Linked DNA regions of Capra hircus: region 1 is linked to region 2. A link is a contact called in public Hi-C data. All regions are on one chromosome and are shown on one strand. The core of a region is the stretch at or near the end of the contact, and the rest is flanking DNA. Distances in the headings are between cores, read along the strand shown. Region 1 has its middle 23 kb from the start of RPL11. Region 2 has its middle 12 kb from the start of E2F2.

What was found. A called contact is a pair of places that touch in the nucleus more often than the background predicts.
Region 1: a Hi-C map of blood shows a contact between it and region 2, with 9 times the contacts expected there. The contact joins two enhancer-like sites. A contact is called at or near these places in 4 of 5 Hi-C or Micro-C datasets (blood and liver).

Annotation. Positions count from the first base shown.
Region 1 is chr2:6,725,537-6,733,041 of ARS1.2, forward strand. No RefSeq gene overlaps it. Among named protein-coding and RNA genes, the nearest start is that of RPL11, 23 kb to the right of the region's middle. Within about 2 kb of position 2,940, at least 2 of the 5 cell types and tissues checked have an H3K27ac peak or open chromatin away from gene starts, as enhancers often do.
Region 2 is chr2:6,634,877-6,642,476 of ARS1.2, forward strand. No RefSeq gene overlaps it. Among named protein-coding and RNA genes, the nearest start is that of E2F2, 12 kb to the left of the region's middle. Within about 2 kb of position 3,810, at least 2 of the 5 cell types and tissues checked have an H3K27ac peak or open chromatin away from gene starts, as enhancers often do.

The DNA of each region.
Region 1 (7,505 bases), core at 1,690-4,189, 90 kb after region 2:
TGACTCTTAACAAACACTCTAGACTCAGTTTTGCCTGCTTCGGCAAACATCTCCATCCAAGCAGAGGCAGGCCGCCGTTAGGCTCTGACCCGGGAGCCTGCTTGCAGGGAGGCGAGGGGCGGAGAGGCGGGCGCTACGATGGCCCCACCTGCTGGCCAAACGTGGAACTTGACTGGCTCCTTCCCAGCGCAATTCTTTTTCTGCCCCGCTTTCTCAGCACTGTGTCCTCCCAACCGTCCTGGGAGGCTAATGGGCAGGGATTGTTAGTTGGCTCCAGTTCACCACGAGGAGCCCAGAGCTCAGAGAGGGGAAGTGCTTCTCCAAGATGTCGCCGAGAAGTAGAGGAGGACCCTGGATTCAAATCCGTGTCCGTGAGATGCCGTTCACACCGCAGCTGCCCTTCCCTCCACCCCAGTGTGGCCTTAGCTCCCAGAGTGTCCCCCGGAGGGCGTCTAGGCCAATCCCCTCTCTTTCTGGCTCACAGATGGGAATCTAGTCAGGTAGTGACCCGGCCTGCCCAGGTTTGTCCCTGTGGGACGACGCCTTGCAGAGGCCACCCCAGGCTCTGCATGGGGCTTTCTAGGCAGAAGCCCCTCCACCTTGGGAAATGGCTGTCCCTTCCTCCTTCCCCAGCCCCTCAGATCTTCTGGTTTCAGTTTCAGGAAGGAGGAAAGGGAGAAAAAGAAGGGAGGGTGGGTAGAAGGTGGCGGGGGTGGGGGGCAGGCAGTGAGCTAGGAGGGAGGCAGAGACAGAGGCCCTGCAGAAGGCAAAAGGGAGCAGTCAGAGCCAGGCCAGGGTGAGGGGTAAAGACAGCGAGGGCCCTAAGCTGAGCTACCACTGTTGAGGGGCAGACGGGAGGTAGGTGCTTTGGGGGGACATCACCCTTAATCCTCTCGATGATCCTGAGAGGTGGGAAGGATGACTTACCCCTCATTTACACCGAGCAGCAGCAGTATCGGGGGGCTGGAGTGATGCGCCCTGCCCGAGGTTATGCACAAGCGAATCTGACATGGGAATCTGAACACAGGAAGTGTGACTCCGGGAGGAAGGGATTGATGGAAAGCAGACGGGCTATCCAGATGTCAGGCTGGGAGCAGGGGGCAAATGGTCCTGCTGCTGGAGGAGGGGTCTTGTTACCGTGTGTCTGAATGTGTGATGGGGAGGGAGAGTGGCTGAGAGATGGCTGTCACACCTTGGTGACGGCTCTGGAGCATGTGCTGTCTGACTGTGGCTGAGCAAGGTGGGTTTGGTGAGGGGCCTGAAAGGCCCCACACCTGGGCCGACTCCTCATCACCCTTCCCAGCTTGAAAGTCGCCTCCTCAGGCTTCCCTGGTGGCCCAGGGGTTAAGAATCCACCTGCTGATGCAGGCGACATGGGTTCAACCTCTGGTCCAGAAAGATCCTGCATGCCACAGGGCAGCTAAGCACGTGCACCACAACTGCTGAGCCAGTGCTCTGGAGCCCGAGTGCTACAAATACTGAGGCCCACGCACCCCAGAGCCCTGCTCTGCAACAAAAGAAGCCTCCACAATGAGAAGCCCGGGCACCACAACTAGAGAGGAAACCCTGCTCGCTGAAGCTAGAGAAAGCCTGGGTGCACCGACAAAGACCCAGCACAGCCAAAATAAGTAAAGAATGTTTTTAATTGAAAAAAAAAAAAGTCACCTCCTCTGGGAAGCCCTCCAGCATTGCTAAAATGGCATCAGATCCCCGTTATACACTTGCAATATTTCTCCTGTTGAGCACTCATACTGTGTGTTAGTGGTTCAGCTCTGTTGCTCAGTCTTGTCTGATTCATTGTGACCCCATGGACTGCAGTATGCAAGGCCTCCCTGTCCATCACCAACTCCTGGAGTCTATTCAAATTCATGTCCGTTGAGTCAGTGATGCCATTCAACTGTTTCATCCTCTGTCATCCCCTTCTCCTCCCGCCTTCAACCTTTCCCAGCATCAGGGTCTTTTCAAATGAGTCAGTTCTTTGCATCAGGTGGCCAAAGTATTGGAGTTTCAGCTTCAGCATCAGTCCTTCCAATGAATATTCAGGACTGATCTCCTTTAGGATGGACTGGTTGGATCTCCTTTCAGTCCAAGGGACTCTCAAGAGTCTTCTCCAACACCACAGTTCAAAAGCATCAATTCTTTGGCGCTCAGCTTTCTTTATAGTCCAACTCTCACATTCATACATGACTACTGGAAAAACCATAGCTTTGACTAGATGGACCTTTGTTGGCAAAGTAATGTCTCTGCTTTTTAATATGCTGTCTAGGTTAGTCATAACTTTTATATTTAACTCTTTATATTTAAATCAGTAAATACACATCTGCTTCTGACCCAATGGGGATTGGTAATGGACAGGTACCAAAACTCTAGATAAAACTAGACATGTGGGACAGATGGCAGAGAGACCCACTGGCCTTGAACACTGTCTCCTGAGCTCCAGGCTGTGGGTTTTACTGAGAGAATGGAGGGTGGTGGTTAATCCTCGAGTGGGTTCATTGGAGTTTCATCAAGCCAGGTTCCACTGGGTCTGCTTCATATCCGTCTTCCCACCCTGTTCTCCCGCCTATGAGGGTCAAGTTAATGGTCTTGACTCCTGTTGTTTCCCCAACACTTTACACAAAACCTCACATGTGGTCCTGGCATCAGGTAAACACCTGCTGAAAAAGTGAGTGAATGAATGAAGCTCGTGGGTTTGGGCGCAGGCTGGGGAGGCCAGGTTTGTTGTGAGGGCGTGCGGCAAGGAGACCCAAGCTACACTGGGCCGATTGGTAGCAGGGAGCCACCAGGACACATATAGTCCCCTCTGCAGTGGCCTCTCGTGGAGTAGCACGGGGTGGGGCGCATCTGGGGGCCCTGAGATAGCGCCTCTGCGCTGGGCTGGCTTCCCCGAAAGGCTGCTGGGAAGGAAAGTCTGGAGAAGGCAAGAAGCAGGTCTCCCTTCTCCCCTGCCACCCCAGATGGCTGGGCCCCTCTTTGCCTAACCCCTTCCTGGGGAAACCGAGGAGGTTCAGCAGCCCATCCTGGGACTATGGGCCAGGCTACCCCTCCAGCACCTGGCCAGGTACTGCTCTTGAGACTGTCACCTGCAGCGTTCCTGGGGACAGTGGCAATAGAAATAGAACCCCCCAGCCCCCCACTCCCATACCTGATCGGGAAGGAACGCTTAGGGAGAAAATGACTGTGGGGAGAAGGCAGTGGACGGAGTCAGACGGATGCCGCTGTTCACCTGTAAGAGGCAGGCGAGCCTCAGCCGCCTCATCTGGAAAGGAGGATACTGATAGCATCTATTTCAGAGTTTGCAGCGCGATTACATAGGGTCCAGAGCACAGTTCAGTTACCAATGCCACTAACACCAAACAATGAAGAGTCATCCTCTTGTTGTCTGCCCCTCCCAGGATGAATACTTAATCTTCATCGCACTTCCTGTGTGCCAGGTATATGTTTCACACTTCACCAGCATTAATCCCTTAATCCTCATTCAAGGCTGTGCCTGTTTTGTCATAAAGAAGAGGCGTCTCGGGCACAGCAGGGCACACAGCAGGTATAAAGGGTGGAGCTGGGATTTAAACCCAGACAGTCTGGCTACAGAGCGGGTGTCCCTAACCACGCTGCCACATATTTGTATTATCTGGTCAGCAGCCTCTTTCCCTTTGCTGTGTCATGAGGAAGGATCAGCATCTTAGACTCGCTGCAGTTGGTTCAGCTCAGCTCAGCATATTCTGATCACTCACAGGTGCCAGGCCCTGTGCTGCGATGGAATGGGAGGCCACAGAGACTTCCCTGGTGGTCCAGAGGCTAAGACTCCACGATCCCAATACAGCAGCCCCCAGGTTTGATCCCTGGTCAGGGAACTAGATCCCACATGCCACGACTTATAGAGTTTGCCTGCCAGGACTGAAGATCACGCATGCTGCAGCCAAGACCTGGTGCAGACAAGTAAATATTTAAAAAGGAAAGGAGGCCACAGAGAGCTCTCAGTCTGTCTCTCTGTCTCTCGGTGAGACAGACACACGAAAATCCACACTAGCAAGTGCTGGGTTCAACGATAGTGCTTCTACGAGGCACCGAGGCGGGAAAGACACGCCTGAGGACAGGTTTGACTGAAAGCTGGGTGACTGGCTCAAAGAGAATGAGTGTAAGCTGAACAGGGTCTTGAAGGATGAATAGGAGTTTGCTCGGCCAAGAAGGAGAAAGAACACTCCAGAGAGAGAGAAGAGCATGTGCAAAGGCAAGGGGGCATGAAACCCCATGGGAGGCTCAGAGCAGGAAGTAGGCAGTAAAGCTGGAGCATAAAGAGGGGGAGGGGTGGTGTGAGGATGTTTACAGCAATCAGGTTCTTGACTCTGCAGCTAATGGCAGTCCTTACCGGGCAAGGTTGACAAGCTCCTTACTTCTCTGAGCCTCTTCATTTTCTATAAATTGGGATACAATAAAAACTTCCCCATAGGACTGTGTGTGTGTGTGTGTGTGTGTGCACGCGCGTGCGTGCCCACACGTGCTCTGTTGCTCAGTTGTGCCTGACTCTTTGCAACCCCTTGGACTGTAGCCCACCCGGCTCTTCTGTCCGTGAGACTTCCCAGGTAAGAATACTGAAGTGGGTTGCCATTTTCCCAACCCAAGGATTGCACCTGCGTCTCCCGGGTGTCCTGCACTAGCAGGCGGATTCTTCACCACTGAACCACCTGGGAAGCTCCCCATAGGACTGCAGTGAGCGCGAAATGAAGTAGTATCTGTTAGGTTCCTGAAACAAAGTGCTCGATAGATGTGAGTAGTTGTTATTGTTACAACGAGTATGTGTAAAACACATACTTTAAAAAAAAAGCAACAAGCACATCTTCTTAGAGATGGAATCCCAGAAGAGAGGAAGGAACTCAGTGGATCCGACATAATGAATAAACAAAGCTGAATTATTTACACAGTTTTCCTCCCCCAAACTTCAAGGCAAGGTTCACAGTTTTATGTTAAACTCCCAAGAGCATTCCAAACCAGGGAACATGGGAAGAAAGCCAGTGTCTCCAATAACCCTGGAGTTTTGTTTCAAAGCATTTATAGAGTTATGTGTCAATCTGTGCAATTTATCTTTTTAACTTTTTCTTGAAATATAATAAACACACAAGAGAACACAAATCCTAAGCGTACAGCTCAATGCATAGACCCAAAATAAACCTACAAGCATAGCCTAAGCCCAGACGAAGAAAAAACATGATAAGCACGACCAGCACCCCGCCCTAGAATCTTCTCTTTCTCACCCCTCCCAGTCACTGCCTCTCCCCACAGGTAGTTACTACTGGGTAATTCTTTAGTTATCCACTTGGAAAGCACCGGTATCCCCTATGTATTATTTTCCTGCCTTAAGGCAGTACCACAAACCTGGGGCTTTAAAACAACAGAAGTTTATTCTCTCGTAGTTCTGGAGGCCAGAAGTCCAAACTCAAGGTGTTGGCAGAGTCGATTCCTTCTGAAGATTCTTTCGGCGGGGGAGTCCCATTCCATGCCCCTCTCCTGGCTTCTGGTGACTTCTAGCAGAACCCTTGATGTCTCTGGGAAGGTGACTTCTCTTCAGTCTCTGCTGCCTCCACAAGGCCTTTTCCTCTGTGCCTTTCTGAGTCCTGTTTTGTTTTACAAGAACATTCTTATTGGATTTAGGCACCTCCCCGCTCCAATCCAGTCTGGGGCTTCCCTGGTAGCTCAGCTGGTAAAGAATCCGCCTGCAATGAAGGAGATCCTGGTTCGATTCCTGGTTCAGAAAGTTCCCCTGGAGAAGGGATAGGCTAACCACTCCAGTATTCTTGGGCTTCCCAGATGGCTCATATGGTAAAGAATCCACCTGCAATGCAGGAGATCTGGGTTTGATCTCTGGGTTGGGAAGATCCCCTGGAGAAGGGAAAGGCTAACCACTCCAGCATTCTTGTCTGGAGAATCCCACGAACAGAGGAGCCTGGCGGGCTACAGTCCATGGGGTTGCAGAGAGTCGGACACAACTGAGCCACTAAAACCAGCACAGCACACAGCAATCCAGTGTGATCTCATCTCCATCCTTATTTTAATTATATCTGCAAAGACCCAAATAAGGTCACATTCTGAGGTTTCCAGTGGGCATGAATTTAGGGGGAGATGCTAGTCGGCCCTCTACGCCCTACAAGCCTGCAAGCCCCAGCCAGGCCAGGGGTGCCATTTGTGTTCCCCAGAACCTGGCATCTAAGAGCTGCTCACGAAATGCTGGCTGGCCAGATGAATAAGCAACACAGCTTCACATCAGAGGCACCAGCACTGCACACCCGACACATGGCGGGTGGTCAGTAAGTGATGGATGAGCAGATGAGCTCTGAACATGGGTTGGGAATGAACACAGAGGGTAGCAATGACAATAGGTGCCATTCACTGGGCACTTAGTGCTCCCTCGTTTCTGTGCCAGGCTCTGCTTAATCTCATGTTACATATAAGGAGAGAGACCACACGTCCCCGTGTACATGGGACAGCCCCAGTTTGCGGTATTGTCCCAGCACTCTCCTCTGATGCCGCAGATAAGGCCACTGAGGCTCTCAAAGGTCCTGAAGGGTTAAATTCAGTACCTGATTTGCACACTCACTCAAAGGCTCTGAAGCCCTTGCCCTCAACTGCTAGTAGTGGTGGGGTGTGGATTAGGAGGGGCTTTCCAGGCAGCTCAAGGGTAAAGAATCCACCTGCCAATGCAAGAGACGCAAAAGACGTGAGTTCGATTCCTAGGTCGGGAAGATCCCCTGGAGGAGGAAATGGCAACCCACTCCAGTATTCTTGCCTGGAAAATTCCAAGGACAGAGGAGCCTAGCGGGCTACAGTTCCTAAGGTACCAAAGAGTCAGACAAGACTGAGAGACGAAATACACACACACCCACACATGGATTAGGAGGGGTTGCTTGGCAGAGATAAGCTGATGTTATCCAGCCATCTCTAAAAAGAGGCCACAGGGTGAACAGTTGTCCTCCTGGGACTGCAGGGCCAGCTCCTGCCCTGCTCCCATTCAGCGATCGTGGGGAGAAGAGGTGCCCGGTAAGAAAGAAAGGAGAGACTGGAGGACCCCTCTGGAGGACACGGACAGACTTCCCAGATAGAGGACAGAAAGACAGACTTCCCCCTAGCCAGGCAACCCTGCAGGAGAAAGGCCTCTACAGGAGAAAGCCCCCCACCCCCAACCCCTGCCCCGAGATCACCGCCCACTTCTCCCTGCTGCCCAGGAAAAGCCAGCCTGCAGAGAAGACTGGGAAGCTTTTGAACACTGGTAGGGGGGGAAATCTCCATCTTTCTCCCCAAACTCCTCCTCCTCCAGACCCCCCGTCTTGGTCCACAAACCCCACCCACACAGACAGGCTGCCTCATTGGCAGGGCCCAATGCAAAATGAAAATGCAGAGCCTCTTGTCTAAAAAATTATTAACACCCTCAGGACTGTGGCATCAGGGCATTGAACCAGCCCCGGGCCCTTGTGAGTATGGACTGTGCCCGTCACAAGCCAGTGAAGTTGGCCCTG
Region 2 (7,600 bases), core at 2,560-5,059:
CATCAGGGTCTTTTCCAATGAGTTGGCTCTTCCCATCAGGTAGCCAAAGTGTTGGAGCTTCAGCTTCAGCATCAGTCCTTCCAATGTATATTCAGGATAGAGTTATGATATGACCCAAGGGTTCCACTCCTAGATATACACCCATGTTCATACGAAAACATATACCTGGGTGTTCACAGCATCAGTGTTTACAATGAGCAAAACATGGAGACAACCCAGATGTCCATCAGCTGATGAATGGATACACAAATGTATATCCATCCAAAGGAATATCATTCAGCCAAAAAGAAATGAACTACTGATATCTGCTACCACCTGCATGAGTCTTGAAAACATTATGCTAAGTGAAAGAAACCAGACACAAAAGGTTCCATACTACATTATTATATTTAGGTAAAATGTCTAGAATAGGCAAATCTATAGGGACAGAAACCATTCCGACATAAGGATGTTAGTGCCACGCTTCTCCAGTGGAGACAGGCCATAAGAGGATGCTGTTCGTGACCCCCACACATGGGTAGGGCTTCCCAGGTGGCTCGGACGGTAAAAAGAATCTGCCTGCTATGCAGGAGACCCAGGTTTGATCCCTGGGTTGGGAAGATCCCCTAGAGAAGGGAACAGCAACCCTTTCCAGTATTCTTGCCTGCAGAATTCCACGGACAGTCCAGGAGGTCGCAAACAGTCAGACATAACTGAGCGACTAACACTTTCACCTTTTTCACAGGGACAGAAAGTCGATCAGTGTTGCCGGGGGTGGATTGGTTTCATCTTACAGATGAGGAAACTGAGGCTCAGAGAAACTGAGTTCCGCTATGCCCACCTATCTGGTGACTTTGGACTGGTGCCTTCACCTCTCAGAGCCGTTAGTTTTCTCAACTAAAAAATGGAAGTAATGATGGGCACCTGAGAGGGTGGTTGCCCACCTTCAAATTAGATCATGTCCCTTCTCTCTGGCCTTTCCAGGTGGAAGCTGGTGGGGTTAAAGGGGTAAGGCTGCCACCTAGAGGTGAACTCTTGTACCTACCAGAAGCCTGCAAAGCTATATAATACCTATTAATCAATGAACCAACCCCCTACAGACTTGGGGAGGAGAAAAAGAATGCGAAAGATGCGGCCCACTGGGAAGCCCAGGGCTACCAGACTGGCCAAATTCTTTCCAGATGTTTCCAGGCCCTGAAGATGTTTTTCACAGATGTTCGGTCTCATTGGAGGAGGGCAATCGGATTCAGGTCCCAGCAGAGGTGCCCAGAGGAATTTGGGGAAACACAACCTACGAGTCTTGTGATTCTCAGTTTATTCCCTCCTTTTCCCAAAGGAACTCTTTAAAACACACACCTGGTCTTGTCACTCTCTAGCTTATGATCTTGCAAATAGCTCCCCGGCATGGCCTGGCCAGCCCACCCCCTGCAAGTCCCTCAGATCTTCAGCCTCCTTCATACAACAACCTTAGGCTTTGATAAAACACTCTTCTCTTGACACTCCCTCTGACCTCCCTGCTCTCCCTGTTAGCCCACATTATTCTCTCTGCTTGGGCTTCTCCCCACCTCTCACTCCAGGAAAAAAAAAAAAGGTCTGCTCTCAGACACAAGTTTCTCAGATACACAAGCCATAGAGAATGCTGTATATACCCCCCATGCACAGGTGATCTCAAACTACACTCAATAAAATGGGTGTATTTTCCATCTACAGATGGGTGGTTAAAGGGGATGTGGTGCCTGTAAACGATGGAATATTCCTCAGTCTTTAAAAAGAATGAAATAATGCCACTTGCAGCAACCTGGCTGGACTTTTTGAGATTATCCTACTAAGTGAAGTAAGTCAGACAGAGAAAGACAAATATGACTTCACTTATGCAGAATCTAAAAAAAAATAGATACAGATGAACTATTTACAAAACAGACACAGACTCATCGACTTCGAGAATGGATGTATGGTTATAGTCGGGGAAGCGGGCTAACTGGGGGAGGGAGAGATTGGGAGCTTGGGACTGACATGTCCACACTGGTATATAACACTTAAAACAGATAGCCAGGGACTTGCCTAGATCTCTGGCAGTCCAGAGGCTCTGTGATTCCACTGCAGAGAGCATGGGTTTGATCCCTGGCCTGGGAACCAAGATCCCACATGCTCTGCAGGGAAGCCAAAAAATAAAATTTAAAAAAAGATAAAAATAAATAACCCACAAGGACCTACTGTATAGCACAAGGATCACTCCTCAATATTCTGTAATAACCTAAATGGGAAAATAATTTGAAAAAGAATGGCTACACGTGTATGTATACGTGAATCACTTTGTTATACATCCGAAACTAACACAACATTGTTAATCAACTATCCTCCAGTATAAAACTAATTTTAAAAAAATTGAGTGTGTTTTAACCCTTCAGCTGAATAGAATTGAAACCTGGGACAGCAATATCAAAAATCCAGATCAACTACTAACATAAAAAATAAGACTCAGAACTATTTTGAAATAAACAAGGCATTCAGTCTATGGAGTCTGAGTGGTATTGGCCGCACTGTGAGTGTGAGCGGTGATAGCTTAGAGCACCCGTTTCTCAGATGCTGACTCTGACCCCTGCTCCACACTTCCTGTAGGGGATCTCAGCCTGTCATCATCTCACACTGTAATTCTGTTCTGTCCCTCCCCCCAGATTTAAGTCACTCCTTGTCTTCTTTATTGTCGCACCCCCATATTCAGCCCAGTGTTCCTTGCAGAGTAGAAGCCCGAGAACCGCTGATTGAAATGAACTCAGTGGAAGATTCTTGGAATAGTTGAGAGGCCACTCCCAGTCTCTTCCCAGAAAGGTCCTTGGCCACTGTCAGAGGCCCTGTGACTCTGCAAACCAGAGAGACTGCAGGGACCAGAATTCTCAAGTATCTCCTCCTGGCTTGTTGACAGAGTAGCATCTCTCCGCCCATGCCTCTGCCCCCATGATCAGCCCTCCCCAAAAAGGCAGATTAAAAAAAAAAATGATGCTAATAGTAGCAAAGCAAGTACATTCATACCTCAAATCCACTTTAGTTACCACGATAGTCCTCAGAGGAAGCCACGATTAGCCCCACTGTACAGGTGAAAGAGGGGCTTCCCGGGTGGCTCAGTGGGTAAAAGAATCTGCCTGCTAATGGAGGAGGCGCAGGAGGTGCGGGCCAATCCTTGGATTGGGAAGATCCCCTGGAGGAGGCATAGCAATCCACTCCGTTATTCTTGCCTGGAGAATCCCATGGGCAAAGGAGACTTTTGGGGTCACAAAGAGTCGGACAGGACTGCAGTGACTGAGCTCACATACACGCCCAGGTGAAAGAACTGAGGCCAGAAGCTCAACGATACTCCTGAAGGCACACAGCTTAAGACGTGTCAAGGCACAGGGTTTTACTTATTATGCGCCAATCACTGTTCTGAAGGCTTATAAATCTTGTTTTATATAATCCTAGTAACATCGCTATGAAGTATGTATTGTTATCACTCCTGCTTTACAAATATGAATCGGACTCAGAGCTCGGGTACTTTTCTCAAGATCATCAGGCTGGTGATGCCTGGTTTTGAGCCAGGGCGGTCTGGATTCACCCTCTCAACCCCTCTGCTATCTTTGCTTCCTTCTGCATGCCATCTGAAAGCCTTGGCTTCAGCATGTGTAAGGAGGGTAAGAACACCCACATCACAGAGTGGTTGTGAGAATTAGATCAAATGTACGTGGGCATCTGGAACACACTAGATACCAAGGAAAAAGAGGTAACAAGTTTGGCTACTCAAGTCGAAACTGACAATTGCAGCAATTGGCCACCAGGGGGAAGTCATGCGCTGAAGACCTAATACCTTCCTGGGTCCTGGTTGACTGCTGGATGGTTAAGAATTCTATAGAGACCTTTGCCCTGGGCCCCGACCCTGCGATCAGTGACATCTTGCCGATGCAGAACCTGATGGAACTAACTTTCCTGCAGATTAAATGAGGTATAGACCTTAAACATATCCAAAGACCCTTTGCCAACACCAGTTCTGGGAGGATGTATGCTGGGGGGAGCCTAGCTGTGTCCCATTTGGGGGTGGCCGTGGTGGGGGGCAGCGATTACTAGCAATGCCTGTTCTGCTGGAGGCTGGGCTCCTGGAGCCACAGCTGCAGGGTGGAGGGCGACAGGAGGGGCTTTGGAATTGTCTCCCTACAGGTTTCCATGGTTACAGATTGATGCAGGCAGCCCACTAGGCTGGGTCCTTTATCTGTATTGTCTCCTGGGGAGACAATGGGCTTTAGGGATTGGGGCGGGGCGGGGGGGGGGCGGTGCGTGTGGACACTCCATGCAGATCACTGCTGCAGGAGGGTCCTCCTGGGCCCTGCTCTGTGAATCCCTTGACCCCGGGGCTGCTGGGGCTGAGAGAGCAGGGCATAGGGGTCAGCCTTGGCAATCACTCCCTGCTTTAGGGTCCAACACACTGCTAGAGCCTTGGGAGCAGCCATCTTCGGGGCCCTGAAACAACAGCTGCAGAGGTCTCGGGGTACTGGGCAAAAAGCACACAGTTTAGAATTGGCCCTGATTACATCATGATTCCAACTCGAGAAATAACTTTTTACCTGCCTGGGTCTCAGTTTGCTCATCGGGAAAGTGGCGGGGAGCAGCGACTTCATAATATTTCTGTGAGGCAGCGTCAAGCACAAAGCCTGGTATCAAGGGGCTCAGGGAGTCCCTAAGCTCCGAGGGACTCGGAGCATGCCTCAGCTCGCAGGACTGGCTGTCACTCAGTCTGTGGCCTTAGCCAAGGCCCTTCCCCTCTCAGGGCCTCAGCTGCCCCATGTGTGGCTTGGGGACTTTGAAAGGTTTATAAAGGATGAGATGAGATGATAAGAAAATGCTTAGAAAAATAGAAGTCAAACCCTAACACACCACTCTGCCTTCCAGGACTTAAAGGCACTTGGAATATACAACACATGATCACAGCCGGCACGTGACATCCAGATGAGTTAAATCTTTGGTGCTATGGCAGAAAGGGGAGGTTATTTAGGAGGCTGGACATGGAGGGTCTCAGAATCAGGCAATTATTCCAAGAAGACCTGCCACCCTGATCAAAAAAAGAAACAAAAGCACAGAGAGGGAATTCCCTAGTGGCCCAGTGGTTAAGACTCTGTACATTCACTGCCAAGGGTGAGGGTTCAATCCCTGGTGAGAAAATTAAGGACCCCCCCTCCACAAGCCAAGGGGCATGGGCAAAACAAAACAAAACAAAACAAAAAAGCACAGAGAAATGAAGGGACTCAGCTCTCTGCCCCCCAGTTTCATCATCTTGTTCTGTCATCACCTTCCTCTCCAAGGAAAGGGTGTGTCTAGGGGGGAGGAAAGGAAGGGGTAAGGGAAAGTTACTGTCATTTATGGGACACTTTTATATGAGGTTAAGTTGATCGTTAGCCCCATTTTATAGATAAGGAAACTAAACAGTGCTGTTCGACTAGATTGGCCAAACAACATATGAGGCCCAAGAATAAAAATAATTTGTCTGCAGGATGGAAGGCAGAACTTGCTCAAGAGAAAACTAAAACAATTCCCAGCAGAGGGAATCAAAACTTTTAAGCGTCTATCACTCATCCTTCCATTAAGATGCACTCAGTCCAGAGTCTTGCACAATACAAGTGTCCAGGAAATGAAAGTTCTTATCACCATAAATGCTACTATTAAATTTATTACTACACATTCAACACAGGAGATACAAAGGTAAATAAAACTCCCTCCTGTCTTTGAGGAATTCAGCCTACTGAAAGGGAAGGAGGGTGCAAAAAATAATCTCTTACAGTTATTGGACTTGACAGTGTACAAAGCACTTTTACATACGCCATCTCAACTGAATTCTCCAAACAGCCTCATGAGGAAGGCATTTCTCCCATGTTAGAAATACGGAAACTGAGGCTCAGTGAGGTCCAATGACTTGCCCAGACATTGTAAAATATGAATAAATTAGGAAAGAAAATAATTTTAGGAGGAAAACCACCTTTATTGGATTAACAGATGTATTTAAAAATCAATAAAGGGTATTAATTACATAAGGCACCCAGATCATAACCCTGTTTTATTAAAGAATATAAAAAGATAGCTCTTACTGAGTTAAAAAAACAACATGCTTTGAAGAGCTCTCATATAGGGAGCAATGACAATGTGCCAGGCACTTTTTGTTCACTTCTCTAATCCTCACAACCTTGAAAGGTCCGCCCCCTTTCACAGATGGGAAGTCAAAGCTCAGAGAGGTGGAGTGAGGTGCCCAGGGTTGCACAGCAAGGAGGGGAGAGAACCAGGACTGAGACCTGGGCTCTGATACTCAGGTTAAGAGCTGGAGCCAGGGCTTCCTCCCAGGTCAGTTTTTTTTATTTTTGTGTTAATTACTTTTATTTATTTATTGGAATATAAGCTTTACAATGTTGTGTTAATTCCTGCTGTACAACAAAGTGAATCAGTCATGTGCATACATATATCCCCTCCTTCTTAAGCTTCCCTCCCACCCCACCTCCATCCCGCCCACCTAGGTCATCACAGAGCCCCGAGCTGAGCTTCCTGAGCCTTATAGCAGCTTTTGTCCTGACTGACAGGAAGAGTCAAGACTTGGGCTTAGGGTGGAAAAAGCCTGGTGCTCCCCAGAAAGACAGCACTGAATTGATCTGCTGCCAGCTAAGGCTGTCATATCCTAGGTGGTCTGGCCCCACCTGACTTCTTGGCTTTTTATTGTTTTTAATTTTTGTTGACTTGTAGTTGACTTACGATGTTTCGTTCCTTACTGCTCTACAGCAAAGTGGTTCAGTTATACATATATATGCGTTCTTTTTTATATTGTTTTCTACTATGGTTTATCATGCAGGCGTGCTAAGCCACTTCCGTCATGTCCAACTCTGTGACCCCGGGCACTGCAGCTCACCAGGTTCCTCTGTCCATGGGATTCTCCAAGCAAGAATACTGGAGTGGGTTGCCATGCCCTTCTCCAGGGCCAGGTTAGTTTTGCAAAGGAATTCTCCTGCTGAGAGGTCACAGAGCCACCAATCTCCCTTCACAGAGGACAGCGAGTAGGAGGGAGCATGCGGGCCGCTCTTCAATGCAAGAGGGCTTGCTTCAGCTCATCATGAGTGTGTGTGTGTTCATGCACACGTGTGTGCACACGCACAAGTGTGGCTATGTGTGAAGTTTGTTAGGCACTAGATCTCACAAAACCATATGATAAAAATCTGTACATCTTCTTGAAATGCCAATCGTTTAAAAATTGAGATATTAAGATTTTGCATAAAAACAGATGGCTATAGAATGTATGAGAACACAAGCTCCACAGAGTGTGCTGAGATAATGAATGGCAGGTAGCATTTGGGGGCTCCTATTATGCGCCAAGCATTAGACCGAGTGGACGATGTGGCAACTGATTTAATCCTCCCACCTGGGAATTCCCTGGCAGTTCAGGGATTAGGACTCAGTGATTTCACTGCTGGGGGCCTGGGTTCGACCCCAGGCTGGGGAACTAAGATTCCACAGGCTTCATGGTGTGTCCAAAAAAGAAAAGTTAAAAAAAAAATTTCCCAACTGTCTGTAGTAGGGACTTTCATTATCCCCATTTTATAGGTGCAGACACTGAAGATGCAAG